2 separate regions of the Podarcis muralis genome follow, and region 2 is linked to region 1. A link is a contact called in public Hi-C data. All regions are on one chromosome and are shown on one strand. The core of a region is the stretch at or near the end of the contact, and the rest is flanking DNA. Distances in the headings are between cores, read along the strand shown.

Region 1 (4,905 bases), core at 764-3,263:
AGAAGTAATGTAGGGTCAGGTATGATGCTGCCTAACAACCTCCTCCAGCTTCAGAGCTCGTGTGACATATTGGCTCAGAGTGTAAAGCCCTCAGTTCAGTTTTTACATAAGCCGTGAGTTCATTAAAGCCCTCTTTAAGCATTACTCGCACAAAGGGATAGCACACATCAAAGGCGCTGCAAGGTTGCACACTTAGCCCTGGCCCAATGGTGGTGCTACTTCTTCTATTACTGTACGTTTCCCCTTTGATTGAGAATCCTGACCTTCCAGTACTCTAAATTGTGCAGGGAGTCTACAAATATATTTATTTTGTAATTTGAGGTGTTGTGTTTTAAAATTGCTATGTATCTCGTTCTGGAATTGTTTGTAACTATGAAGGACTGGTAACAAATAGTTAGATAAATAAACAGAAAGAAACTCACTGCTTTAGAAGTAATTCCATAATACACAAGTTTTGGGCAGGGCTAAAATGTGTGGTCCCACAACCTCTTCATGCAAGAAACACATGATGAGGGCTGAAGACTATAGTCCTGTGCAGACCTACCTGGGAGTAAGCACCAGCTACCATAGTTGGACTTACTTCTAAGAAACCATCTACCCCTTGTCTTCTGTCTAAGGAAGTCCTTCTGAAATGAAGAACAGGAGTGTCCTAGATAATAATCTACAATACAGGGATTTTAAGGGTCCTCTTTGACAGAAGTTTATTCAGACAGAGTGCATGAATGCTGCCTTATTTATAATCAAAACCAATATCTGAACCATTTCTTTGTTTTCAACATATTGCCTGGAATTGACAGACTTTTCTAAGATTCTGTAACTTTTCATTTCAATGTGTTAAAAGTTCCCATTTTTACTGCCTTTTAAAAAATAATTCATGAATGTTTCATTTTACAAGAACACCCGAGTGAATGCCAAGTAAGAGCTGCCCGACAGTGTAATGGATGCCCTTGGGAGACTCTGGAGGTTTTAAAGCAGTGGTTGGATGGCCATCTTCCATGGATGCTTTAGTTGATATTCCTGCATTGCAGGGGGTTAGACTAGATGACCGTCAGCATCCCTTCCAATTACCAGATTCTACAAGTGTATATTGTGGCATCTTCTCAGACTGCTGATTTTTATCACTAAAAGCTAAGGTACTAAGAGGAACAGCTTCAGAGACATTGCTGAAGAGACTGTTACACATCAAGGACAAAAATTTTCCAGCTGTTCCTTCTTCTCTAAAACCTAACTCCTTTAAAATATTTTAGACTACAAATCCCATCATCTCTGGCTACTGACCATGCTGAGTAGGACTGGTGGGTAGTTTATAGTAAACAATATATTAGCTACCTGCACCGTATTGGAGTTACTCCTACTCCCTTTTTCACATTTTTGGAGGGCTGGTGTTTTTGCTTTTAGGCACAAAAAATATGTCTGTTTGGTTTTGGTTTTTACTTTTAAATCTCTTTTTAAGCGAGTGACACATGAAAACCCACTCAATCATACCGTTTGAATTTAGGATTTGAAAACCGGATCGGGGACGCTGTTCGCCCCAAAGGCAGCATAGAAACGAACTGTGACATAACAGAAGCAGCTGCAGGTACATCGAAAAGACAGCCCTACGTGAAAGGCCGCTAGGCATGCCGGGGATGCAGCCTAAACTCCATCCCAGAGCAAGGGCACCTGCCACCCTCCGACCACCCAAACAAGCAAGCCTCTTTTTCCCACCAGCGCCCCCAAAATCAATGACCCTGCGAGCTGATCCCACAGGCAGCCAAATAACCCCGACCCTTTAGAGGCAGGTGACCAATGCGGGGCTTCTGTCTGTAATGAAACCCAGCACTCACCCAGCCGCTCCCGGGTGAGGTGCAGGAACCTCCAGGCAGCCGCGGGAGGCCGGCAAGCGGGAGCCCCCAGCGCGACATTCCTGCCCAGCAGCAGCTTCGCGGCTCCACGGCCGCTGCAGCTCAGCCGCAAGGAGGCGGCCATCTTTCCCTCTTCTCACCACCCCCTCCCTTCGCCCACCGGGCTGTCCTCGCCGCTGCCTGAAAAGAAATACTCCCACGACGGCGCGGTGCCCTTTAAGCGCCTGAACGAAAATGCGCGCGAGAGGAATTCCTCCGGGCACCGCGAGCGGGTGAATGCACCAGGTTTTCTCTCTCTCTCTCTCTCTCTCTCTCTCTCTCTCTCTCTCTAGGTCGATTTTTATTTTTATTTTTTTCAGGCATTGAAATAAACGTGGCAAGCAGCCGTAGTCTAAAGGCAAAGGCACATTTCGAAACCGGCTGGTTGGAAATAAGCAAATGGTCTCCCTGGTTCACTCGCATCTGACACCACTCACTCCTCCTCAGCCTCTCGCCCAAAGAGGCTTCATCTCTGTGCCCATCTGATATTTATTACTTATATAGTGCCATCTTACAAAGAACAGGTGACTTGATCAGTCCCGAGGCCCAGGCAATAAAATAGATCCGGGGAGACAAAGAAAACGGAGACATGTGTTGTCCATTCAGTAACTCTGACTCAACAATTTTCACATACCGGTATATGAGAGAGGGGAACCAAGGCAGGAGAAAGGATGCAGCAAACGCATAGGAGATGGTGGGCGCCGTGCAGCATTGTGTATCTTGTTTAAATAAATAAATTGAACCCAAAGCAGATTCAGAATTATTTCTTATCCGGACGTGTGGCTATTAGAGGGTAGTGATGGATTGGTACTTGTGCCTGCAAAAGGAGGGATAGCCAAAGCGGGAGCCTTCGGGCGCTGATGGACTCCAGCTCCCATCGTGCAAGACCATTGGCAGCGCTGGCCGGGGATGCTGGGAGTTGGAGTCTAACAACACCTGCTCCCCGCTTCCCCGTCCCTTCTGTGGACTTAAAAGATTCACCAGCTGCTCCCCAGTCATATCTAGCCTCGTGGGCGAATTCATAACAAACATGTAAAATAAAAGGCATTATCACTCCCTACTAAGCGGCAAATTAGGCACGGAGACACGCATCCCCGCCTGCTAAATAGCCACATTTGGAGCCTTATGGCTGCGACCCTTTTCTTGGGAGTAAGCTCCGGTTGAACTTGGTCTGTTTCACGTTTGAGTAAATGTATGCATTCCACTGAATGCATCGCGTTTTTGTTGTTGTGGATCATCAGGGTTGAGGTGATAGGGTTGCAGGACATAAGGACTCACTGCCGCCGACCTGGAGGGCAGCCGCCCCTTTTTGCAGGCGGCTCAGCCAAGCTCCTCCCTGCGCCGGGGTCTTTTCTCTTCCTCGCGTGCAGCGAGATGGCTGAAAAGCAGCAGCAGCGAGGCGACTGTGGCTGTGCTTGCAGGAAGGGCCTGGAGAAATCCGAGGTAAAGAGCAAAGCCGAGCAGCTCCAGCCTCTCTCTCTTTCCCTCTCCCCTCACGCAGAAGAGAGGAGGCTCGTGGTGGGAGGGGAGGAACCAGGTTCAGTCGCCGAGAGTCCCAGGTGGAGCAGGGAAGATCGCCCGCCGGAGCAAGGCTAAGCTGCCACGGTCCCCACGCTCGCTTTCCTAGGGGAACTTCCGTTTGTAAAACGAGGGGACACTTTTGGGGAAAACCTAAAATTCAGCAGATGAAAAGTTTTCATTTACAGGCTGGGAAGCATGATGCAACGATTGCTGTTATTATTAATAGTACTGTGCATATCGACACAAGCCATATCAGCAAGGAAAGGAGAAAATGGAGAGGGAGGCTTCACCACGTCTGGCTGCCATAGCTGTTGAAAGAGTCTGGGGCAGAAATCAGGAGTAGCTGATAACCAGCAAATGCAAGGAACTGTAGGATCCAACTGTGCCTTCAGTTTTTACCAGTGATGGGAATCAGACTGGTTTTTTTTAATGTATGCCAGCACTGATAAAGCACCACCAATACCCCCTTTCACCTAGAGCAGCAGTCTCCTACTTTTTCAGACTTAGACACAGCTTTCATCCAAACATGTATTTGAAGACCTCCCCCATCCTCTCACATTCCCTATATATTTGTATAGTAGTAATGCTGCTGTTGGACCTGCACCCACCTTTGATCAGGCTGTGACTCGGTAGTGGGTCCCAGCTGCCAGATGAAGACCAATAACCCAGAGCAGACATAGGCAAACTCGGCCCTCCAAATGTTTTGGGACTACAGCTCCCATCATCCCTGACCACTGGTCCTGTTAGCTAGGGATGATGGGAGTTGTAGTCCCAAAACATCTGGAGGGTCAAGTTTGCCTATGCCTGACCCAGAGGAACAGAGCATGAAAACGAGAATTCCCTAGTTCTGCATCCTGGATTCTGTGCAAAATGAAAATGCTGGCACAGGCAGGACAGGGCGCTTCTTCCCAATCCTGAGTCCCTATGGGGTAAATAAAAGTGACCTTGTCACCTTCTGGGGTCAACTCTTATCCAGGATCTATTTTCTTATTGGCTATGAAGCTTATTAGGTGGCCTATGGCAAGTCACTAATCTTGCTTTGTTGGGGAGTACTTCTTAAAACATTCTTAATTATTGAAGTTATTTTAAGATCTTGTTTTCCATATGCGCCTGTATAACGCATTTTAAAATTGGGTGGAGTTTACTTGGCAAATGTGCCCACATCAAAGATTAATACAATACCTATATTAATATCTATTTTTGAAGTGCCTACTAATCAGCATACAGTTACTGTTTACATTGCTTCTTATTCTGGGGCAGAGTGGCTTTTGGATTACAACATTTGGGTAGCCACTGGAAACAGCTTAAATTCAGTTAACTTAATAAGTATATTTACACACACGTATCAAGCTGTATTACAAATTGTAAGTGTACAGCTTTATGAGCTTTCATGCTTTTATTTGTCAATACTTACTAATTTTCTTGTTCATTTTTAATTTGAATAGCGTTCTGAGTACTAGAATCATAGAATCATAGAGTTGGAAGAGACCACAAGGGCCAT
Region 2 (4,905 bases), core at 1,584-4,083, 500 kb after region 1:
ACTATGATTAATTGGAGACTTCTGTGTTCAGCTGAGATATTATCCTGAGCATGGCTTGTATTTCACAGAAGTATCAAATGTCATTTTATTTTATTATTTTTTATTTTTGTTAGTAATGCAATGTGGAAAATACATTTGGTACAATTTTGCACTCAAGAGTAAAGATATCTGCTACAGGGAACATTATGGATAGTGCAGATGAAGCCTAGAGTTAAGGAGCAAGTAAACTGCCCAAATAACTTGAAGAAAATGGCTCTCCTGTATTGAACATCTTCCTACCTGGAGGACGCACATGCCGAAAGTATTTCCAAGAATTTTGTGAGTCTCGTTGTAGTAACAGTACCGAATGTTTGTGGCTGCTATGAACAACTCAAACGGGTCATCTTGTTTCAGATCTAACATTCCAGTTTTAATCTTCTTCTGCAACTGCCTCATTCTTTTTTTACGGTGGCTGGAGGGAAGATACAGGAAATTAAATTCGAAGTCCTCACTGAGGAAATTATCACATACTCAAATATGCAATTCTGTGTGTGTTAACCCAGAATAAAGTCCCACCAGGTCCAAGGATTTAATACTTTAGCCTCACCACATAGTTGCAATTTTTTTTAAAAAAGAAAGAAAAGTCATACAAACGTTTTTACCTGCTGAAGCCCAGCTCTTTCTTATAACACCATAATACTGATGGTCTAGCCTTTACAGCTGCTTTAGACAACATATGATGAAGTATGACTACCTGTAAGGCAATAAAACCTATCATTACCTCCAAACAAAGACAACACTGAAATCAAGCATCTGGAAAGCAAACAGGAAGATTTTAGAAATACTGTACAATTAGATTTATGCTTTGCCTATGCTTCTGAGAGAAGTGCCAGAACTTTCACATATAATCTTGTGCTACAAAACAATGGGATATGGAAAAATAAAAATGACACTCATGACAGAGACTTAAAAAAAGAGAAACCTTAACTGAAAAGACAGATACTGTATGGAATTCAATGCAGCACTAGGTGGGGAATGTGTGCAAGAAACAAGGTCTGATCACGCAACAAGACTTTTGTGCTTGAGAATGTTGCTGCGATAAGTTTCATGCTCTATAGCTTATAGTTTGAATGCATTTATTTATTAATCTGCTGAGAGAACACTAGTTATGGGGATGGAATATAAACTGTCATCAGTAAATTACTCCCAGATCCTTCATTGGGTGAACTACACACTGTAATTATTACAATTAAAGTTCCAACTCAAAAAGTAATTTGTGGGCACACATGGAAGTACAACCTCGTGACATTTTTCCCAAGTGAACCAGCAATATGCAGATAGATTTCCACAGACAGCAATGATTTTAGCTTCTCCTTCTCTACAGACCCTCAGCAGAGGGGACGCTCTTGGTAGTCCCTCAGTTCAGGAGGTATGTGACCCAGGAGATGGAATTATCTGTGGCAGCCCCTAAGTTATGGAACTCCCTCCCCGCAGAAGTGCATCCAAAATCTTCACTGTATTTCTACTATATGCTGAAGAAGGCACAGCTCTTTATCCTGGCCTTTGACACTTGGGAGATAAATGCAATTAACTTTGCACTGGTTTTAATGTTGTATTTTTAAATTACCCCTGGAGCTTGGGGGTAAAGGGTGGGTATCAAAACAACAACAATGGAAATCGCAGCAGATACCTTCTCTGCAGAAATGGGTCACAGTGTAAAAAGTCCCTGGAAAATGACCATGTTACTCAAGGGTAGGGAACCAGTGGCCCTCCTGATGTTGCTGAACTCCAGCTCCCATAGCCCCAACCAGCATGGCCAAAGGTTAGGGATGACAGGAGTTGTAATCCAACAACTTTTGAAGGGCTGCAGGTTCCCCATCCCCAATTTAGATTTATGATGAGCAATCCCAAGCTGAATGAAACAACCACATATGGCCACTGCTTTTATTTTAACTGCTTGCACAAATCTCCCAAATAAGAAGCCAGCACTTTCCACAAGCGCATTAACAGCACCCGGATGAAGGTTATATACATTAGAGAAAAGAAGTCACGGGCTGCACTTCACCTGATCTTTGCTACGATCCCCTACAACCACAAAAAGTGTCCTGTGCCGTGCAGCTACTCCATTCTCGATCAGTATCCGGATGCGATTGTCCACTTTCTTGCGCTGCATTTTCAGCTAGAGATCCTGTAAAGTTTTTAAGAGATATTGTAGCGATTCAGTGCAGGGTGGCTTCAGTTTTCACGGAGACAGCAGTCTGGGGGTGGGGGGTGGGGAATAGCAAATACCATCCATCCCAAGATTGCATTTTTCATCCTAAGCATAAGAACACCAATCCTCCAGCACCTCTGACACGTCTCCCCACTTCAACTCGTCTCCCTGACCCCTAAACTAAAAACCCTCAATGTTGTAACCTTTTCTCACAGAGGAGTTTCCCCACCAGCTGCTCATTCCGATTGCCCAGCCAATTATTATTATTATCATTATGATTACTGCCCTTTTCGCGACCGTCTTGCTGCTCTTAACAATACCTTGGGTACACAAAATTGGAATCGACACGTGCAAACAAGGAAGATGCCTCCAAACCCAGCCGCTGACTCGGAGACTGTTCCCTTGCTTTTTCTGCTTCCTTCCTTACAGAAACCAGTTCTGTAAGCCAAGAGGACCCTGGTGCCTTTAAACTCTGGTGCCAGCTTCCCACGTGCAAGGGGGAGGGGGCCCACATGGGCTGCGCAGCGGAGAGGAAGGACCCTGGCTGCTGACTCAGGCACAGCCTGCAAGGATGCCCTTCCGGAAAGAGGCGGCGCTGGGGCCGCCAGGCGCAACACGGCCGGCAAGGGCTTTACGCCGAGCCGAGGCCTATAGTATAAAGGATTCTAGGTACGGAGCGGCGGGGGGGTGGAATTCCAGCCGGGGGCCTTTTTCGCCTGGGCGCTTTTTGATATCGTATTCGCCACGAGCAGGAAGAGGAGGAGCAGGAGGAGGCGCCGGCGGTCCTCGTGCGTTTAGCGTCCGCCCGCTTGCGAAGCTGGCTGGAATTGGTAGCCGCGGGCCTTTCCATGACATACGGATCTTGAGAGTCCCGGTGCCTTCGAGCCCAGTCCTAGGCACTTGGTCCCTCTCTACCGCATAGCCATGCGCGCATAGCGCTGAGCTGAAACCTGCCAATAAGACTGTAACCCCGCTAATTTCAGGTGACAGCAAAAACTGCAAGGTTTTCCGAGGGGGCAGTTAGAGTAAGATCTACTATTTGATTATGGATGTAAACCCCCAAAATGCATTGTATCTCTATCTTCAGTACATTTTATTTTATTGCTATGCCTAGTGGCTGATGCAAATATTCTTCTGATTCTGCAAACCCGCATTTATTTTTTCCGGGAGCGCCTCCACGTTCCGTTTCCAGCTTTGCTTCTCAGCCATGTGCGTTGCCCGCTTCAGTTCCTCGAAGGGCTCCCGTGTATTTCATCCTCTCAAAGAAAGATCTCGCCCTGTGATGCACTCTTTCGTTACTGTCGCCACAACGCAAATAGTGTTGCTGAGAATATAGCCCTGCAGGATGAGCTCCCCAAAGTCCATCTGAGTCCAGTATCCTGTTCCTACAGTAGTCAACCATTCGGAAGCCCGTAATCGGGACCTGAGTGTAACAGCAACACTCCCCACGTTGTAATTCCCAACTGGCATTTAGACGTAGCGCACATAGCCGATACGGGCAGAAGTCCCTGGTAGCCTTATCTACCAAGAAGGCTCAGAATCATGGCCGAAAATTTGATGCCAGTCTCTCCTACCTCTTCCTCAGCCTACACAAAAATATATACAGGCCATGCAATTCTTCCAGCTGAATTTTAAGTTTTTGAATCGTTGGCTTGACTGAAGTGTTTGTGTGTGTGTTTACAAACACCATTCCTGTTTACCATTTGTAACAGAGCTACCTTTTTAAACAGCTTACAGAAACCACTTTTTCCCCAGAACAGAAACCTCAAAATATCCAGTAGTAAGACTTAGCTAATGAACTTCCAATAATCAAGTTTGGGATAGGGATTAACAGTACAGTCCCAGGCCTGTCTACTCAGAAGTCTTGTTGAATTCAGAGATAACTCCCTGCCAGATAAATATGTATAGCATCATAGTCTTAAGGCTAAGCAAATTAACTTGAGATTCAGGAACACAGCTGCATTATACAGTCTATAATAAATTGATTAATCTAGCTCAGTATTGTGTACACTGGCCGGGGGGCGGGGTGTGATTCAGGTATGGCACAATTTCCAGTTTAGCCTACAAGGCAGGGGCAACCCAGTCCATTTTGTGACCTGAGGTGAATCAGGAATTGCCACCTCCTGTCCCCACCGCTGCCACACTCCACCCCCCATACACACACTTTCACTGCCACTGAGAGGGGGGCATTCTGGCAGTGGTGGAAGTGGGCAGAATGCTGCCTCTTGTGCTTCCGCTACCGGAAGTAGGCATTTCATCACATCTCGCGGGCAGGCTGGCTCTGCTACAAGGCATTTTACCCAAGATTACACCAACTGCCCCACACCTGAGATCTACATCGTGGGCAGGTGGAGATGTGGCTGTGGTAGCCCGTGAACAATTGGGAGCCTTAAAGTGCATTGCCAATAAACACGCACTCTACCACAGAGCCATGGACCTTACTGATGGTATTGTCAAGATGCAAGCCTCACATGTACACGATTGTGTTTTCAAATTGCTCCCCAGCAGGGCTTTTTTCAGCCAGAACTCAGGTCCAGCACCTCTCAGATGGGCGCCTCTAAAATGACAAGAAAACAAGGAGAGTTCATAGAGAGTTCCGATACCTCTTTTTCAAGAAAAATAGCACTGCTCCCTAGTTTGTGGGTGCTTTACAACATAAGCCTGTGCTTTACTCTGAAGTGAGCTCTACATGGGACAAGTGCCTAGTGAGTAGG

Evidence for each region. Hi-C and Micro-C count contacts between places; a contact is called where the count stands out from the background.
Region 2: a Hi-C map of blood shows a contact between it and region 1, with 8 times the contacts expected there. The contact joins the promoter of NAT10 here to the promoter of PDHX in region 1. A contact is called at or near these places in 2 of 3 Hi-C or Micro-C datasets (blood and tail).

Annotation. Positions count from the first base shown.
Region 1 is chr1:56,802,400-56,807,304 of rPodMur119.hap1.1, forward strand. PDHX (pyruvate dehydrogenase complex component X) reads right to left here and starts at 2,014. Exons shown (of 11, transcript XM_028728166.2): 1 at 1,827-2,014. The coding sequence starts at 1,968. It overlaps APIP (APAF1 interacting protein), which reads left to right and starts at 3,207. Exons shown (of 7, transcript XM_077929224.1): 1 at 3,207-3,326.
Region 2 is chr1:57,303,441-57,308,345 of rPodMur119.hap1.1, forward strand. It overlaps NAT10 (N-acetyltransferase 10), which reads right to left and starts at 2,834. Exons shown (of 29, transcript XM_028728198.2): 1 at 2,512-2,834; 2 at 2,045-2,167; 3 at 642-733; 4 at 280-451. The coding sequence starts at 2,152.